2 separate regions of the Mus musculus genome follow, and region 2 is linked to region 1. The links are chromatin contacts, called in public promoter capture Hi-C maps. All regions are on one chromosome and are shown on one strand. Each heading gives the region's core, a stretch centred on a gene start, on an enhancer-like site or on the middle of the called end of the contact. The rest is flanking DNA. Distances are from core to core; before and after follow the strand shown.

What was found. Capture Hi-C pulls out chosen DNA fragments and counts their contacts.
Region 2: a contact with region 1 is called in a promoter capture Hi-C map of adipose tissue. The contact joins two enhancer-like sites. A contact is called at or near these places in 3 of 115 datasets of contacts at active chromatin or transcription factors (the NIH/3T3 cell line, embryonic stem cells and pancreatic cancer cells) and 4 of 9 other capture datasets (adipose tissue, embryonic stem cells, liver and 1 more).

The regions. Positions count from the first base shown.
Region 1 is chr19:47,314,151-47,318,240 of GRCm38.p6, reverse strand. Sh3pxd2a (SH3 and PX domains 2A) reads left to right here. Exons shown (of 15, transcript NM_008018.4): 8 at 4,075-4,090. Among named protein-coding and RNA genes, the nearest start is that of Gm29834, 29 kb to the right of the region's middle. Within about 2 kb of position 2,825, at least 230 of the 459 cell types and tissues checked have an H3K27ac peak or open chromatin away from gene starts, as enhancers often do. A contact at or near this core is called in the NIH/3T3 cell line, adipose tissue and pancreatic cancer cells, where this site is marked.
Region 2 is chr19:47,507,657-47,511,853 of GRCm38.p6, reverse strand. Stn1 (STN1, CST complex subunit) reads left to right here. Exons shown (of 10, transcript NM_175360.3): 8 at 1,397-1,519; 9 at 3,976-4,048. Among named protein-coding and RNA genes, the nearest start is that of Gm19557, 3.2 kb to the left of the region's middle. Within about 2 kb of position 2,858, at least 212 of the 459 cell types and tissues checked have an H3K27ac peak or open chromatin away from gene starts, as enhancers often do. A contact at or near this core is called in the NIH/3T3 cell line, adipose tissue and pancreatic cancer cells, where this site is marked.

The DNA.
Region 1 (4,090 bases), core at 1,576-4,075:
GGGCCTACGGGAAAGGCTTAGGACGAATGCACATGGGGTCACCGTGGGCGCTCAGTTCATGTGCTGAATAATGGATGCTACGCGGAATGGTGGAGGAGTGTCAGAGGGCCAGGGGAGCACCAATCACAAGAAAGACTGGGTTTGAATTTGTCCCTTATTCTCTAAGTCATGAGGAGCCCATTGAGGGTGTGGAAGCCAGGAAGTGACTTGGCAAAGGTCTGCTGTAGAAACCTAAGTTGACAACAACCCCCCCCCCCAAATTTCTATTCAGATGGTAATCGGAGGAATACAGGTGTTGAGGCTGGGGTAGGGTAGAGACCCTTCGGTAGGCTGAGCCAAGGGCTCTAATAAAGCATAAGGACCCACCTCTTGTGCAAAGGCCCCTTCTAACACAGGAGAGGCAGTGCTCTCTAGAAGGGCCCACCCCTCTGAGCAGAGCCAAAACCTCATCTGAGCACAAGGGGCTCCCTCCCCCTCCATCAGGCAGACGCCTCCAGATCCCAATTTTCCAGGCCTTGCCTGCCTTGGAGGGGATCCAGGGCTGCTGCTACAGATGACATCACCGCCCACCACCAAGCCTTTTCTCATCTTAGTGCCCTCCACCGCTGCGCGCAGCAGCACCCCAAGAGGTAGATGCCTGAGCAAGGGGAGAGCTGGGAGCCTGTTGGCACTGGGGGTGAAGAGAGAGACCCACAGCTAGTGCAGCTGTCTCCCAAGAAGAGTGACAGCTTGCCTGCCCGTGCTGTGTGACCCTGGAGAAGGTTTTCTTCGCTTTACCTTCCTGAGTCCCAGAATGCTAGCCTAGCCATTAGAGGATCTAGCCAGTTTTCCAGGCAGACTGGATGAGGCCCGTGAGTGTGTAGATTTTTCCTCTGCTTTGAAATCTTGCCTCAAATTTTTCTTGGCTTGGATCAAAATGAGCTGATATCTGTCCCCTTGCTGGCACCTCTTCTTTGTCCTCACATCCCTGTCCGCCATCTGGCCTCGATCCCAGGGCTGCTTGTTCCTCATTGCCCCAGCTTCTTGTCCCTTTCCCCGCTTCCTGTTCAGTCACTTATTGTCCCCGTTTGGGATCTAAGGCCCTTCCTGCTTTACCCAGACGGACACATAGTCGCAGCATCTATCTGGAAGTACATCTGTTACACACTCAGTGTCTACCACTGATGGATGCCTGGGCTAGTCAACAGAGATAACAGCATGGATCTGTAAAAATCCCAAACTCCAGTGTTCACCTGGCGCCACCTGTGTGCCAGGTGTCTGAGGATGCAGGTGGGGCAGGGTCCTTCTTAGAGACTAAGAATCAGCGGCACCTGTAGGCCACGTGTGCCGCAGGAATTAAGAATGTGCTCGGTGGCATAGACTCGGGTACTGTCTGTCCCAGCTGAGGAGGCTGCTTCCTCTCGTGACATTCACGTTGCACACGTGCAACACGAGGCTGTGTGGAGCCTACTGTGGGAACTGTGCTGCAGTTGGGTGCTGAGTGTGGACTGACCCCAAGAGGCCCTGATGAGGACTTGCATGAGTGGTGCTGCCGGGACTTGGAGGCTCTCAACTGCTACAGAACTCCTGCCGCTGGCCCCCACGCCCCCATTTGGATCTTGTATTCTCCCTCATTTTTTCACACTTAAGGTCCTCTCGGTGTCTGGCTGCTTTTTAGTTGTGTTACACTTGCACTGACAAGCACTTATATCCCCTAGGGCACAGTCGAGAGGGTGACAGGGGGTGGCGCCTGTCAGCCCAATGCCCAGTCTATTGCTAGCTGGTGCAGAAGCTGCCAACTGTGTGTACAGAGGCGGGGCTGCCCTTCTGCCCAGCTGTTGGGTTGTGCTTCTGCCTGAAATACAATTCTGGCTTCGCAGGGGGCTGCCTGGGGCTTGCCTGTGTGCACTCATGGGGTACACCTCAGCTTCTGAGTCTCCAGAGGGTACGGCTGTGGCTGCAAAGCCCCACATCTGTGAGAGAAAAGTACCAGGCCCATGGGAGGCTCTCCCAGGAGAGCCTCTTTTGATCTCCTAGCATCTTCTGGCCACAGACCCTGAAAGACCCTTCTTCACAAAGGTCACAGAGGTCTAAACAGTGCCTCTCACTTTGGCTGCATATCTGAACCGTGGGACAAGATGGGCTATGCAAAGTGATTCACACTGAGGCCCCACCCATTAAAACTGGCTCTCTGAAGCCTGGGCATGAGAGTTTGGGGATTAAAGGCTCCTGTGACATGTCTAAGCAAAGGGTCATTGTGTCAGAAGGACAGTGTGTGTGTGTGTGTGTGTGTGTGTGTGTGTGTGTGTGTGTAAACAGACCAGAATTCTGTGATTAGAAGAGAGGCGGACTTGAACCTTCGGAAAGTCCATGAGTGTGTGTTTCGGCTGTCTCTATATGAGCTGTGGGAACTACATGTGCCTCTTCAGCTCCTCTCTGAGCCTCTCATTAATTTATGAGGTAAACGGGAAGAGAAGGGCCGTCTCGAGGTGGACTGAAGCCATACCTGCCTGGCATGTGAGTCAGACTCAGTCATGCAGAGGGAGGGGTGTGTCCGAGGGGTGAGGCACCACAAGAGACTGGAAACGCCAGGCCATTTGTATGGCCACACTAGTGGTGTTAAGCCCCAGCCTTCCTGAACATGGGTAGAGGTTTGCATTTGTTTTGGTTCTGAGACAGGTTTCTTGACTGGCAACCCGGGCTAATGTTGAACTCCTTCCTGATTCTCCTGCCTCAGCCACTACTGTGGGAATTACAGACTGACTGGCAACTATATGGTTGTAAGAAATGTACTAGGAATTCCCTCGGGGGTGGAGCGTCTGGGAAGGCTTCCTGAAAGAGGTGATTAGTCATTTTCTGGCTTGTGGATTTGTATAAGGCTAGCAGGGCATACTGTCTTTGGGAGTGTCCACAGTATCAGTTGAAGAGCAGGAAAGATGTGACGGCACATCCAGCCATATACCCTTTAAGCCGAGATGGCACCCAGCCTGTCCATTTGCCAGCTTGGTGCTTGTTTAATGAATGTCACACCAATACAGTGGCCAAACAGGACAAAGAACTGCCTTGCTCCTGGAAGCAGGACTCACAGGCCCTCTCTCTGATACACCCTGGCCTTTGACTCCAAGGCTTTTAAAACTTCCCAGCACTTAAAGACAAGGGGAACCGGGCAGCCTCTGCTGGCTGAGATGGCAGAGAGACCCAGGAAGGCTCCTCTGGAAAGCCTAAAGCTGCTATCTGCCTGGCCCCTGGAGAACCAGGAGGACAGGAATGGAGCCGAACTTGGGGAAAAGTTGGCGTGGGGAGGGAGGGGCGCTCGGCCCGCCAGCGCTGGCGCTGGGACTTTCTTCTTGGGTTTCAAGTAAATAGTCTGGGCCCTCCTCCCATCCCCTGCCTCCGCCCCCAGCTCCTCATTCGACGGGTCTCATGTGTTTCTATTTAAGGGTTGCGAGTAAGCCCTAGTGATTGGCGGCCTCAAAGCCTCTTGACTCTTTGCTGGACCTCGGCTGTGGAGTTCTCTCCCTCTCCCTCCTGAGGGGAGCCCCGCTCCTTTTCTCTCCGGGTTTACAGGCTTGGGGTAGAGGCAGCCAGCCTCCTGGACCTCCCAGCCCTCTCTCTTCTTTCTCGCCCCTGTGTTCTGGCCTCAGCCTTCATGGGCCGCCCACTGTGCTCCTGTGGTCCCGCTCTCACACCCCGGCCAGCCCAAGAGTCTGGAGAGATGGGAGGCCCCGGGCCTCTCAGCAGACTCCCCCATGCCGGCCTGTGACTAACGCTTCGCACGCAGCAGCAGGCTTTTCCCTCAATTTCCTTGGCTTCCGTCTCTGCCTGTCTCTGCCTCTCTCCACCCCCTTCTCCTCCCCCCCCCCCGGCCCCTGGCTCCCCATGTCCCCCGGTCCCCGCGGTGCAGCGGGCCGGTGTGGGGCCTTGCTATATGGCCTGTCCTTGGGGCCCGGCAAGCTGCGAGCCCTGGCTACGGGCTGCTCCGCGGTGCAGAGCTGGCGACCGAGCAGCCTCCCTCGAGGGCGATGGACAGAGGGCGCCCCGGCCGCGGGGCTACAGCCGGCCGCTGGCTCACCGCGTGCTTTCTGCCCTCGCCAGGTGCCGACACCAACGC
Region 2 (4,197 bases), core at 1,609-4,108, 190 kb before region 1:
GTGCGTGCACGCGCATGCGTGTGTTTGGGGCCCAAGGATCAAACTCAGATCCTTAAGAGTTGGCAGCAGGTGCCTTGACGTGGGGGCAAGCACCTTTCCAGCCATGCATCTCCTCTTTCTATTGAGGCATGGTCTCACTCTGTAGTCCAGGCTGACCTGGAACTTGCTACATAACCCAGGCTAGCCTCAAATTCACAGTCCTTCTGCTTGAGCCTCTTATGTGCAGAACTTTATGTGTCTGCTACCATGCCCAGTTCTAAAGAAGCATTAGTAAGTAGCGAGGCCCACCTTCATGTGAAGCCATGATGGCTACAATTGACTGGAAAGACGTCAGGACTCCCCCAGGCAGGATGTTCTGTGGCGGAGTTTTGACGTGGTATCCTTTTGAAGAAGCTTAGAGCAGAAGACTGTTTCTGTGTAGTGCTGTATATTTAAAAAGAAACTGATCTGTCGCTGTATTTGTTTCTCTTTGAAAACGATTTCTTCCATCAATTATGAATCAGTTGGTCAAATTGCCCTGCTTGGGATGTCAGTGTCCCTCAATTAATAGCGCCCTGGGAGACTGCAGATGCTCGGGCGATGCAGAAACCCGAGAGCCCTGGGCGCCCTGTTGTCACTCATGGCTGCTCACTTCCCCGTCTCTCCCTTCTGATTTTTTTTCTAACCGTCGCCTTTCTTAGCAAATCCAGAAACATGATAAGCAGATCTTACAGGACCATTGTTTCTCTGACAGCTAGATGAATGCTGACTATGTTTGGGCGGGCAGATTATATATATTTCAGGAAGCCACCCAGTTCCTGGCCTGAGCACCAAGTCGCTGCTTCAGTCTGTGAGCAATTTTGGTTTCCTGAACCGTGCGTGTCTGTCATTGTTCTTTTGAAAGTGACGAGCAAAACACAGATCTCAGTCCCGGAAGCGGCTGGCTTGTCAGAAGGGACCCCTGGTGTCCTTGCTCTCAGGACTGTGGCCTTTGAAACAGGCTAGGCAGCACATCCTGAGGCCGCGAGGCAGTCTCTGGAGAGGATGCGTCCTGTATTGTTTGCAGTTCCTGGGAGCTGAGCTGCAGTTGGCTCCCTATGGCTGCGAGTGCTTTCCCTGCTGACCCGGCCTCTCAGAGGAGGGAGCTGATGCTCATGGGAAAGATCGCCCAGCAGCCTGGGGGCAAAGCCGTGATCAGTCAGAGCAGAACCCAAGTTCAGCACAGTTACCAAGTGTGACCCTCCAGAGCAGACTTCTGACCCTGCCTAAATGCCGGCCTGCTCAGCTGACGCATGCCTAGAGCACGCTGACTCAGCACAGGAAAAGCCTGTTGGGTGAATTCATAATAAACCAGTTGGGCTTGGGAGTTAGTCGCAGGTAATGGAAGATGAGACATTTCTTTTTCTTCCCTGTGCAGGTGGAGTTAAAGGACAGTGGCACTTCTGGCGTAGCGCAGAGAGTGTTTAAGAATGCTCTCCAGCTGCTTCAGGAAAAAGGACTCGTGTTCCAGAGAGACAGTGGCTCTGATAAGCTGTACTACGTAAGAGACCTGCAGCCTAGTTTCCCCTCATGGCTTCCGTTACAAGTACAGTTAGGCTTAGGAATAGTACCAGTTTCTAAGACAGTGAGTCGGGGTGAAAGCGACCTCTTACCCTTTCACAATGTAACTGTTTCCTCCAGTGAAACAGTCTGACTCTGTAAACCCAGGCTGACCTTGAACTCCTAATCTCCTGGCTCCACCTCTCCACGGCTGGGATTGTAGGTGTGTGCCACTACTCCGGATCCATGCTGCCACTTGAAGCCCAATGGCCGTCTAAATATTTATCTGTACATTGACAGATATACAAGCACGTCCCTATGGCTTTTTTAAGAAAGGAAGGAAGGGTAGGGGAAGGGGGAACGGAAGGGAAGGGAGTAAGAGTGAGTGAGCTATCTTCTAATTGAGAAGGCCTCATCCTCAGAGCTCCTGGTGCAGATGCTGATGCACTGGAGACTGTCCTGTGTCTTCCACCAGCATCCCTGGCCTCTCACACTAAATGCCACTAGCACCTAGTATGTTGTGACAATCAGAAATGCCTTCGGGCATCACCAGATGTCCCACTGCTGTGAAGAGTGCTCCGCACAGCCTGCAGTGCCACCGTCTGTCCCTGTGCCCGTGTGTCCCGGCACCTGCGAGTCTGCCTCACTCTTTCTGACCAGGAGTATTTACCAGAACTTTCTAGCCATTCCTTTGTGACGGACGGACGGACACTACGGTTGTACGACTTTTGCTGTCACAAATAGTGTTTCCTGACTCGATCTGTGTGGCTCTCTGTGTGAATCTGTGTTGGTATTTCCAAGGACGGCTCACGCAGGAGAGCGCCCGGAGCAAAGGACACTTTAGTTAAAGCTTTCAGGTAACTCCAGTCTGCCTCCCTGAAGGCCTTGCTTGCCAGCCTCCCTTCTGAGGAACGGGACGGCTGCTTGCTTGCCTCCATCTTTTCAAGGTAGAAGTCTGCCTCTTGCTGCATGCCTTTGATGTTGGAGGCAGTAAGCTGAGAGAGGACCACTCGTGTCCAGAGCGGAGAAGTGGCTTCAGAATAAGATGAGAGCTCTGGAGACAGGCTGCTGGGCCTGCCTGCTTGCAGACTCGCTAGAGGTCTACTTAGCAGGTCATTTCCTCTGTGGAGAGGCCCAGGTTTTATTTATTTAAGTAGGAGGGGTTTTCCACAGTGTTGAGAGGTAAGCCAGTATAACACAGTGCTGTCCACTCATCCCGGGATGGGAGGGGCCAAGCAGGACATGGCGGCCATTGTCACACTAAGTTCAGCTGGAGCCCTCTTAGAGATTTGTGCCTCCTTCTGTTCTGGGTTGGCTTCTGTGAGGGTCTGTCTGTAGAGAGCAACCCTCCCTGGGAAGCAGCCAGGGCAACTGCAGCTGCCCAGGGCGAGGTGTGGCAGGGTTGGGCACTTCCTCTTGTGAATGAATCACCCTGAGCTGGAAGGGGTAGTCAAACAGGAATAGATCCCACGGCCCCTTCTGTGGCTGACCCCTCCCTTCCACTCATCCCTGATTTGTGGCTTTCCTTTCTCCTGAAGCCCTGCTGGGGACATAGTTACAGCAGAGCCCAGAGCTCTGTTTGCACCCATGGTTGACCTTCACACTAATCTTGTGAGTCCGAAGTCATCAGGTCTCACGGGCGGCCATGGCTGTTTCCTGTACCCAGTTCTTCAGCTGTGTTCCCATGCTTAGACTTGGCTCTTCCTCCTTCCTCTTTCTTCTCTCCTTTTACACACTCCTTCCTTCCTTCCCTCTTCCCCTTTCTTCTCTTCCTCCCTCCCTCCCTCACCTTCTTTTTCTTTTGCTTCCTCTCCCTCCCCCCCTCTCTGCCTCTCTTCCCTCTTCCCTTCCCTCTTCTCCCCTCTCTCTTCTCTAGTGTTATTAAATTTACTGCCTGTAGCTGAGGGTGAAGCCTGCTGCTAGTTGAGAAACATGGTTGTGGGTGTGCCTACAAGAGCAGAGAGCGTTTCTGTAGATAAGCTGGATTCTCTAGCTTGCTGGCTTCCCCATGCCCATTTCTTCTTTAATTCTTCCTTGTGCTTAGAAGAAGAGGAACTAAAGAAATATAAGACAAGAAGGGGACCGAGAGGAAGAAGGCTGGGACAGGGAGGAAACTTTGAACCTGCGGGAGCTCCTTCAAAAACACTGGGCAAGGAAGAGGAGTGTCTGTCTGAGTGGCCACAGTGTAGAAAAGGGCAGTTGCCCCTTCAAGGCACAGGGTTCCAGTTATGCTTTCCCTTCTGGCCCCAACAAACCAGCTCCTGAGAGAGCTGTGTCCTTAGGGGCAGAGCGGAGCTGCAGCGGCCACCACGCATCAGAATCACTGAGGGAGGGCGTATGGGGGAGGCTTGTCGTTGCTATGGGATTTGTAGAACCGCCTCGAAGGCTGGTCTTGAGTTCTGAGTGACACACTGCTGTGTTCTCAAACCACGTTTCCTCTCTGGATTCTCCTTTTAGGTAACCACCAAAGACAAAGACCTGCAGCAGAAGATCTACCACATCATTAAGGAAGACTGTCAGAAACCAAACCGTAAGTGTTTTGTGATGGTGAGCCGGTGCGCCCAGGGTTCCTTCCCTCCTAGACAGAATCAGGATGCTCTGTCCTGACTCAGGAGGGAGACAGCCAGGGCTTCTGTCCTCCGAGACTCATTGTCCTCTCCTCTATGTCGTGTTGCCTGG